Regions from separate parts of the Mus musculus genome. Here region 1 is linked to region 2. A link is a contact called in public HiChIP or PLAC-seq data. All regions are on one chromosome and are shown on one strand. The core of a region is the stretch at or near the end of the contact, and the rest is flanking DNA. Distances in the headings are between cores, read along the strand shown. Region 1 overlaps Myo1f (myosin IF). Region 2 holds the start of Adamts10 (a disintegrin-like and metallopeptidase (reprolysin type) with thrombospondin type 1 motif, 10).

The links. HiChIP or PLAC-seq counts read pairs in DNA pulled down with a chosen protein or histone mark.
Region 1: an H3K27ac HiChIP or PLAC-seq map of embryonic stem cells shows a contact between it and region 2, with 5 read pairs. The contact joins the enhancer-like site here to the promoter of Adamts10 in region 2. A contact is called at or near these places in 5 of 484 Hi-C or Micro-C datasets (CD8 T cells, the G1E-ER4 cell line, bone marrow-derived dendritic cells and 2 more), 5 of 115 datasets of contacts at active chromatin or transcription factors (the HPC-7 cell line, the SCID.adh cell line, bone marrow-derived dendritic cells and 1 more) and 3 of 9 other capture datasets (adipose tissue, liver and pancreatic islet).

The regions. Positions count from the first base shown.
Region 1 is chr17:33,583,645-33,587,634 of GRCm38.p6, reverse strand. Myo1f (myosin IF) reads right to left here. Exons shown (of 28, transcript NM_053214.2): 11 at 3,870-3,950; 12 at 3,659-3,745; 13 at 1,956-2,042; 14 at 1,352-1,519. Among named protein-coding and RNA genes, the nearest start is that of Myo1f, 30 kb to the right of the region's middle. Within about 2 kb of position 1,469, at least 6 of the 459 cell types and tissues checked have an H3K27ac peak or open chromatin away from gene starts, as enhancers often do. A contact at or near this core is called in embryonic stem cells, where this site is marked.
Region 2 is chr17:33,521,623-33,525,341 of GRCm38.p6, reverse strand. It overlaps Adamts10 (a disintegrin-like and metallopeptidase (reprolysin type) with thrombospondin type 1 motif, 10), which reads right to left and starts at 1,257. Exons shown (of 25, transcript NM_172619.4): 1 at 1,084-1,257.

The sequences.
Region 1 (3,990 bases), core at 220-2,719, 62 kb before region 2:
GAGTTAGTTCAATGTTTAGCTAAACTGGCTGCCCCAAAGTCCCAGGGGTCCCTTGTCTCCAGGCCGCCTGTGCACTGGGTCTGGTCTGGGTTTGTTTTATGTGGGTGCTGGGTATCTGGGCTCAGATCCTCCTGATTGTGCTTTATTGATCTATCTCCTTAACTCCCAGAATAATGTTGTTTGTTTGTTTTGAGAAAGGGTCTGACTGTGTAGCCAATTGGGGCTTGTAATTCTATTTGTAGACCAGGCTGGCATTGAATTCACAGAGCTCTGCTTGCCTTTGCCCCTGGAAGGTTGGAATTAGAGGCTGGCCTCAAATTCCCTATATAGCCAAGGATGGTCTGCTCTTTCTGTTTCTGGGATTGTAGATGTGAGTGGCTATCAGGGGGTGATTTGGAATTTTGGTGGTAGATTATTTTTTTGGAATGGGGCTTCAGCTGGGGTTGCTATTTTTTTAAATTTATTTAATTACTATATCTACATACACTGTAGCTGTCTTCAGTCACACCAGAAGAAGCTGTCAAATCTCATTACAGATGGTTGTGAGCCACCATGTGGTTGCTGGAATTTGAACTCAGGACCTTCAGAAGAGCAGTCAGTGCTCTTAACCACTGAGCCATCTCTCCAGCCCCCTGGGGTTGCTATTTTAAGTGGGATCTTTTAGAGGTCTTGCTCATGGTTTTGGCAGCCCTGGCTGAGGACATTTGGGAATATTTGCTACCCCTGCCGAGGTGGCGGAAATAGCAAGGAATCTCTTGGGAAGGTGGCTATAGCTTGGGTCAGAAACTAAGAGATTTCTGTAGCCTCTGGGAGGCGTGAGGTGGACGGGCTCCAGCCCCCCCCCCCCTTTTTTTTTCCTTCGAGACAGGGTTTCTCTGTGTAGCCCTGGCTGTCCTGGAACTCACTCTGTAGACCAGGCTGGCCTCGAACTCAGAAATCCGCCTGCCTCTGCCTCCCAAGTCCTGGGATTAAAGGCGTGCGCCACCACGCCCGGCCATTTTGTTTGTTTGTGATGGGTTTGGGGAACTGTGGGTCAGGTTTTTTTTTTTGTCAGAGACTTATAGCTAACATTGAACACTGTGGTGTGTGTGCCAGCATAGAAGACCCATCTTGTCTGTTAGGAGCTGCCTTGCTAATTAGGTAAACTGTGATTAGAGGCCAGTGTGTGTCTGTAGCTCTGGCAGAGGGGACATGAGGCAGGTGTCTAGGCGATTTCGGAAGACCTTTGGGCCACTGGGACAATCCTAGCTGGGGCCCCTCTGGAAGAGGAATTTGGTCAGAGGAGTAGGAAGTTTGCAAACTGGACAGGGATTTGTGAGGGGGCGCCCACTTAGAAGGGAGTTCCACGCACCTTGCCTGCATAGTGATGGATGACGAAACCCGCGCTCCAGCTGTTGAAGTGCTCGTGGGTGCCCACTGCCGCTTGCAGCTTTTGTAGCAGTGTCTGGTCCGCGCCGCCACCGGTAGCATGCATCGTGGCACACACATCATCTAGCACGCTCATGATGCCTGGGGGGCTCTGAGAGGAGCAGAGGTCCGGCTCAGCCTGGCTGGGGTCCTCCCTGATTGAGCCGGGGCCTGGGAGGGAACTCCTAAATACAAGCTCAAAACGTGATCGCTTTCTTTTCTCTTTCTCTTCCCCTTTCCCTTTCCTTCTTTCCCCACACCCCCATCTTTGTCTTTCCTCTCCTCCCACTTCTGGCGTGCAGGGAATCCGTGCCTCTTTTCCTTCCCCAAGTTGATATTGCTTGGAGGATATTACCAGACTCTGAAAATGTTACCAATGGGAATGTTGAGTAAATAAAAGAAAGGTGGGCAGAAGAATCAATGGATGGGTGGCTGGAAATATATTTCAAATATGGGTTCTCCTCACCCCTCAGGATATCATAAACCCTTTCCAGATACACTGGTTTAGCTCTGGAGTCCCCTGTAATGCCCCCTCCTAAAGTCCTCACCAGCTTGTTTTCGATGAGGTCACACACAATTTTGTTGTTGAAGTATTCGATGGGGGTCCAGCGGATGCCCTCTTGCACATACTCCTCCTGGAGGTGGGGGGCAGTAAGACAGTGTGGAGCCTGCCTCTCCATCTCATCACTCTTCCTTGGGAGGATATCCCTGCCTCTGGTCCTGCTGACATACAGCCAGCAGGAGTTGTAAATTAATACCCTTATTTGAGCTTTGGGCTTTTTTTCCCTCTCTCTCTCTCTAATAATTTTTTTTTATTCACTTTACATCCCAAACACAGTCCCCCTCTCTCCTCTCCTCCCAGTCCCACCCTTACAAACCCCTCCCACCATTCTCTTCTCAGAGAAGCTGGAGCCTATCTTGGGTACCACCCCACCCTGGGATATGTAATCCCAGCAGGATTAGGTATACCCATCCCTTTATTTTATTTTTTGAGATAGGTCTTATGTAGCTCAGGCTACCCCTGAACTCAATAGGTAGCCAAGGATGACCTTGAACTCCTCTTGTCTCTACCTCCTGAGTGCTGGGATGGCAAACGTGCACCACCACGCCTGGTTTATAATGGTTCTGGGGATGGAATCCACAATTTTGCATGTAGGAGGCAAGCTACTCTACTTATTGAGCTACATCCCTAGGCTGTGCTCTTCTAATATTTATTTTAAATCACTTTTTCATTGTCTTTGCTTTGTATGAGCACCTCCAGAATACATCATTTGTGCTAAACCCTTGCCTCAGACTCTGCATTTAAGACGGAGAAAAAAAATCAAAGCAGATTTATTTTCTTTTTCAGATGCTGGGGTTGGAATCCAGCAAGTCAGGCTACTCTACTGCTGAGCTGTACACTTGAGAGTTCTTGGCAGCGATTTCTGTGCTGCCCCTAGCTCTCTACCCATGTGTCGATTGCTACCTGGCACAAAGCAGTTGCTCAAACAACTGTATTTTTTTTCTACCTTTCTTTTTTGTTTTTTTTTTTTTAGCTCCTCCTTCCTTCCTTCCTTCCTTCCTTTCTTTCTTTCTTTCTTTCTTTCTTTCTTTCTTTCTTTCTTTCTTTCTTTCCACTTCTTCCTCCCCCCTCCTCTTTTCCCTCCTCTCTCCTACCTCTCCTCCTCCTCCTTCTTTGAGATAGGGTCTCTCTATGTTGCCCTGGATGTTCTAGATCAGGCTGGCCTCAAACTCACAGAGCTCCTGCCTGCCTCTGCTTTCTGAGTGAGTGCTGGGATTAAAGGTATGCACTACAACACACAACTCTATGTTTCTTATTTAAATTGGATTCCCACCTCTGCCTCAGCAGCAACCTCTATGTTCTGGTTTCAGGCATGCCCTGCATGTTCCTCCTGCTCTCTCCCCACTCCTATTCCAGGCTGGCCACAAACTCCCTATGTAGTCAAGGATGACCTTGAATTCCTGAGTGCTGGGATGAAAGGCATGCAGCACCACACCCAGTTTATGCAGCCGGTGATGGAACTCACACCTTCATGCATGCTAGGCAAGTGCGCTCTACCAACCGAATGGCATTCCTAGCTTTCCTTTTCTCTTTATAAATTATATGTGGTATTTTGTTATAGTAGCAGGAAGCTGAATCTAATGCAGCGAGCAGAGAGAGGTGGAATGAATTTGTGTGTGGGGGTCCTCAGTGGCATAGAGACCCTTAGGCTTGACGTGCTGTCTTGTGACACTTGGCTGCCCTGCCCACCTGCTCTGCCTTCAGCGTGAGCTCAATAAAAATCTGCTGCAGCTTTTCATTGACGAAGTTGATGCAGAACTGCTCAAAGCCATTTTTCTGTGGAGGAGAGGAAAGGGCCTTTCTGTTAGTGGGCTATGCAATGTCTCTGGCAAATACTGGGTGAGCCTAGGTGACAGACAGACAGGATTGGGCTGAGGGTGAGGGGCAGCCAGAGCCAAACCTGGAAGATCTCAAAGCCGTAGATGTCAAGCACGCCGATGCTGTATTCTTCCTGAGGCTTCTGCATGGCACGGTTGATGGCCTATGGGAGGGTAAAAATGGGGCCAGTGGACACATGGCCA
Region 2 (3,719 bases), core at 8-2,507:
CACCTAGACTTTTGTAGGCTGTGCGGGAAACCCAGCTAAAGAGGTGGAGGCTTCTCAGTGGAGGACAGAGCTTCTTTGGCCAGGCATAGGCAGCCATCAGCCTGAGGCAGCAGGCTTCCTCCAGGCGCTGCACATCTGGCCTGGCTGCTGTGAGCACACAGACAAAAGGACCAGCCAGAGGGGAGGCCTAAGGGGAGGGGCTGCACAGGTCACCACTCCCATTACCACCAACCAGCTGTTAATTAAAGTGTGTCTCCCCCTGGTAGGGAGGCTCCTTGCTTCAGAGTTCTGTGGCATAGATGACCATCTGAGGGGAAGTAGCAGCCCCAGCTCCACTCTCACAGGCAGACACACAAACAAACACAATCACACTCTATAGGGCAACCCACACTTGAATAGCAGGAAGGCCTGGTTCACTAAACCCAAACACACACAACTACATACCTCCACACCTATGTATACAGAAACACATATTTCCACATGGACACCCAGACAGCCCATAAACCCAGACAAACAGGCCTATGTGCACAGTTACACAGTCCAAGACAAGCCACAAGCCTAGCAGCCTATACACGCTCATTTAACACAGAAAGTTAACACACACACATGCACAAGTTTACACATTCATAGCAGGGGGAACTAAGAAATTCTACAAACTCAGACACATATGCATGCAGGCATTTCCACTAATAACACTCCTGAGAAACGCAAATATTCAGAGACAGACACACTTGGCATTTACATGCACGAGAGGCATTTTTCTTACCCTCACTTAGGCAAACACTCAACACACCTCAACAGTCTGCCCACACAGTCGCTCCCAGATGCTGAAAGCCATAAGGTCATACAATCCGCAGAAGCACAACCATTTGGATACGTGGCTGACCTCGACCCCCGCCCCAAACCTGAGCCAACCCAAACAGGCAGTCTGTATCTGCAACACTTAGGGACATTCGGCACCAACACAGCACTCGCACAACGGGATCCGTCCAGCACATCTTGTCCCCGAGACACACAAAGTCACTTATAATCACTGCATTCCGGTGACTGCGCCGCCCAACTGGGTCCCCAGATCGCCAGTACCTGCGTGCCTGGAGCCTTCGGTCCGCTGTAGACGCACAGACTCACCGCCCGGCGCACAGGAAGGGAGGGAGCAAGCGCCCGGTGGCGTGGCCGGGGGAGGGGGCGCGGGAAGGCACTCACTTCCTGAGCAGCCTGCCAGGGTTATTAAAAAAAAAGAAAAACCAAAAAAAAAAACCCAAACCCCGCCCGCCGCTGCTGCTGCTTCCGCCGCCGCCGCCGCCCAGGGCCTCAGGCTGGACCCAAGCCAAGGACCCCGGAGCCCGGATTACCCCGCCTCGCGAAGGGCGCCCGTGTGGGTGGAGATGCTGAGGAGGAATTTGGGATGGGAGTTGGAGAAGGTTGGGGGGGGGGGTACGGGAGAGGGGAGGCTGGGGGCGGAGATAGAAGAAGGCAGGGGGTGTGAAGGGACAGAGGTGGAGAGTGGGGGAGGAGTGGACGCACACAGTAGGGGGATGGGGGGGAGGACGGAAAGGAGGGGTTAGGCGGGAAATTGTGAGGGAGGAAAGTTTGAATAGAAAGAGGTGGAGGAGATGGGGGTCCTGGAGAAAGGGGCAAAATTGAGTTGGGGGCTAGCGAGGGGGTTGAGACAAGGGGAGAGCCCAGTGCCTTGCCTCCGTTAGCCGAGTCAACAACAGCTGTTATTTATTGAGGGCTGGTCCTTGCTCAAGCAAACATTTATTGGGCGCCTCTCCGTGTGCCAGGCATGGTGCCCGAGGCTGAGTGAATAAATCTGAGTTGGGTCCCAGCCTTCACAAAGCTCCGGTCCGGGGGCTTTGATCTGCTTTGGCTCTGCTTTTGAGTTCACTTGCTTTAACTCTCTAGCAGTGAAGAGGACCTAGTCAGTTCCATTTTACAGATGTGAAAACTAAGTCCAGCCAGGGGGGCGTCATGATCATCTTTGGGACACAGTGTTTAAATCTACGAGGAGTTTGTACATGCAGGAGATGACCAGTGCAGTGGAGCAAAGCTGGGATTCCAACCAGCTTCAATCCAGGCCTGATTGTGGGAGTGTTCTACACCATTACCCCTGGTCTCAGAATTCCAAGATTGGCCCCCACAGTGGGCTTTGGCCTTGGCCTTGACCGACTCTGATTCTAGGTTTTCTTATCCTTAGAAATGGGGTAATGACAGCCTTTGTAGGGAGCAGGGGAGGAAGAGGGGTGGTTGTGGGAGGGAGCAGGAGAGTTTCAACCACAAACATTCCCTCTGTTCTGAGTTCAGCTAGGGATACAGGTAGTTCTCTGTCTCTACGTTGAACTTAGTCTTGAACTTGGAAATGGCATGTTAAGGGCTCATGCACTGTACGAAAAATTCCTATGGTGCCCGAACCCTCCTGCCCGGACCCAACTTCTCTGGACACCCTGCCAGACCAGAGGGGCTGTTAACTTTTACATACTGCAATCCCTAGAACCCATACCCACCCCTGGCCTCCACTAACCGAACTGCCCCTTGGGCCCCTTGGCCTGAGGCACCTGCCTTTGCTTTCTCAGGTTGTACTTCTGCTGTGGCTCCAGCCACCTGTCCCCAGTCTAGGGATGGCTTCCACACTCACCGTGAGAAGATTTTCAGGACCATTTGGAGCTGGGTGGCTTCAAACTAGATTCCAGGTCCTGCTACTTACCAGCTTTGAAACCTCATTCCTCAATTAATAAGTAAATCTTAGTGTCCCCCCCATCCCACCCCCTTCTACCTTAGTCCCAGAGGGTTTGGAGGGAGTGGGGAGAGAGCCTCCTTTTCCTGCCAGTGTTGGACTCAGCCCTTGGAGGGTGGTAAGAGCGACATGATGCTTTGTCCTCGGTGAGCTCCCTTGGGACTTTTGGTTTCATATATTTTAACTTATTTATATTTTGTGTACATATGTGCATGTGTTGGGGGGCTGCGCGTAGAGGACAGAGATTGATGGATTTCTGTTCAGACAATCTGAAATGACATTTGTTGTGGTTAGTTGTGTGTGTGTGATGCTTTTTTATTAGGGCTGAGGAAATACACACAGAGAAAGACACACAGAGAAAAAGACCCCCAGGAAACGAGAGCGGGGTGGGGGATGGGAAAAGCCAAACCCTGAGCCCAGGTTCGTGTGTTTATGAGGCAAGTGCTTTATCCACGGAACCATCTTCCTGGTCTTTCAATTTGATTTATTCTTCTTTTAAAGATATTTATTTTTATTTCACAGGTATGAGGTTTTGCCTGCTTTTATGGCTGCTCATCACGTGTACACAGTGCCTGAGAGGCCAGACGAGGGCACCAGGAACTGGAGTTACAGAAGGTTGTGAGCTGCCATATGGGTGCTGGGGACCCCATGTCCTCTGGAAGAGCAACCAGTGTTCTTAGTTACTGTGCTATCTTTCAAACCCTATCTCTTTATTTTTTAGTAGTTAGGACTCTCTGTGTTGCATATGTTGGCTGGGAAGTTCTGTGCTCAACCATTCCTCGTTCCTCATACTCCTGAGCACCTGAGACAAGAGTTACAGAGCATAGAGCCTGAACCGGGACTTAACACCAGTGCTGATGTAGTCAATAGGAGAAGGAGGCCTCTTCCAAGCCTGAGAACAGCCGGTGAAGGAGACGGTGCCCCCGGGGCCATCATTAGTTGAGCTCTGAGCAGGCTTTTCCTGATTCATTCACCCCATCTTTAT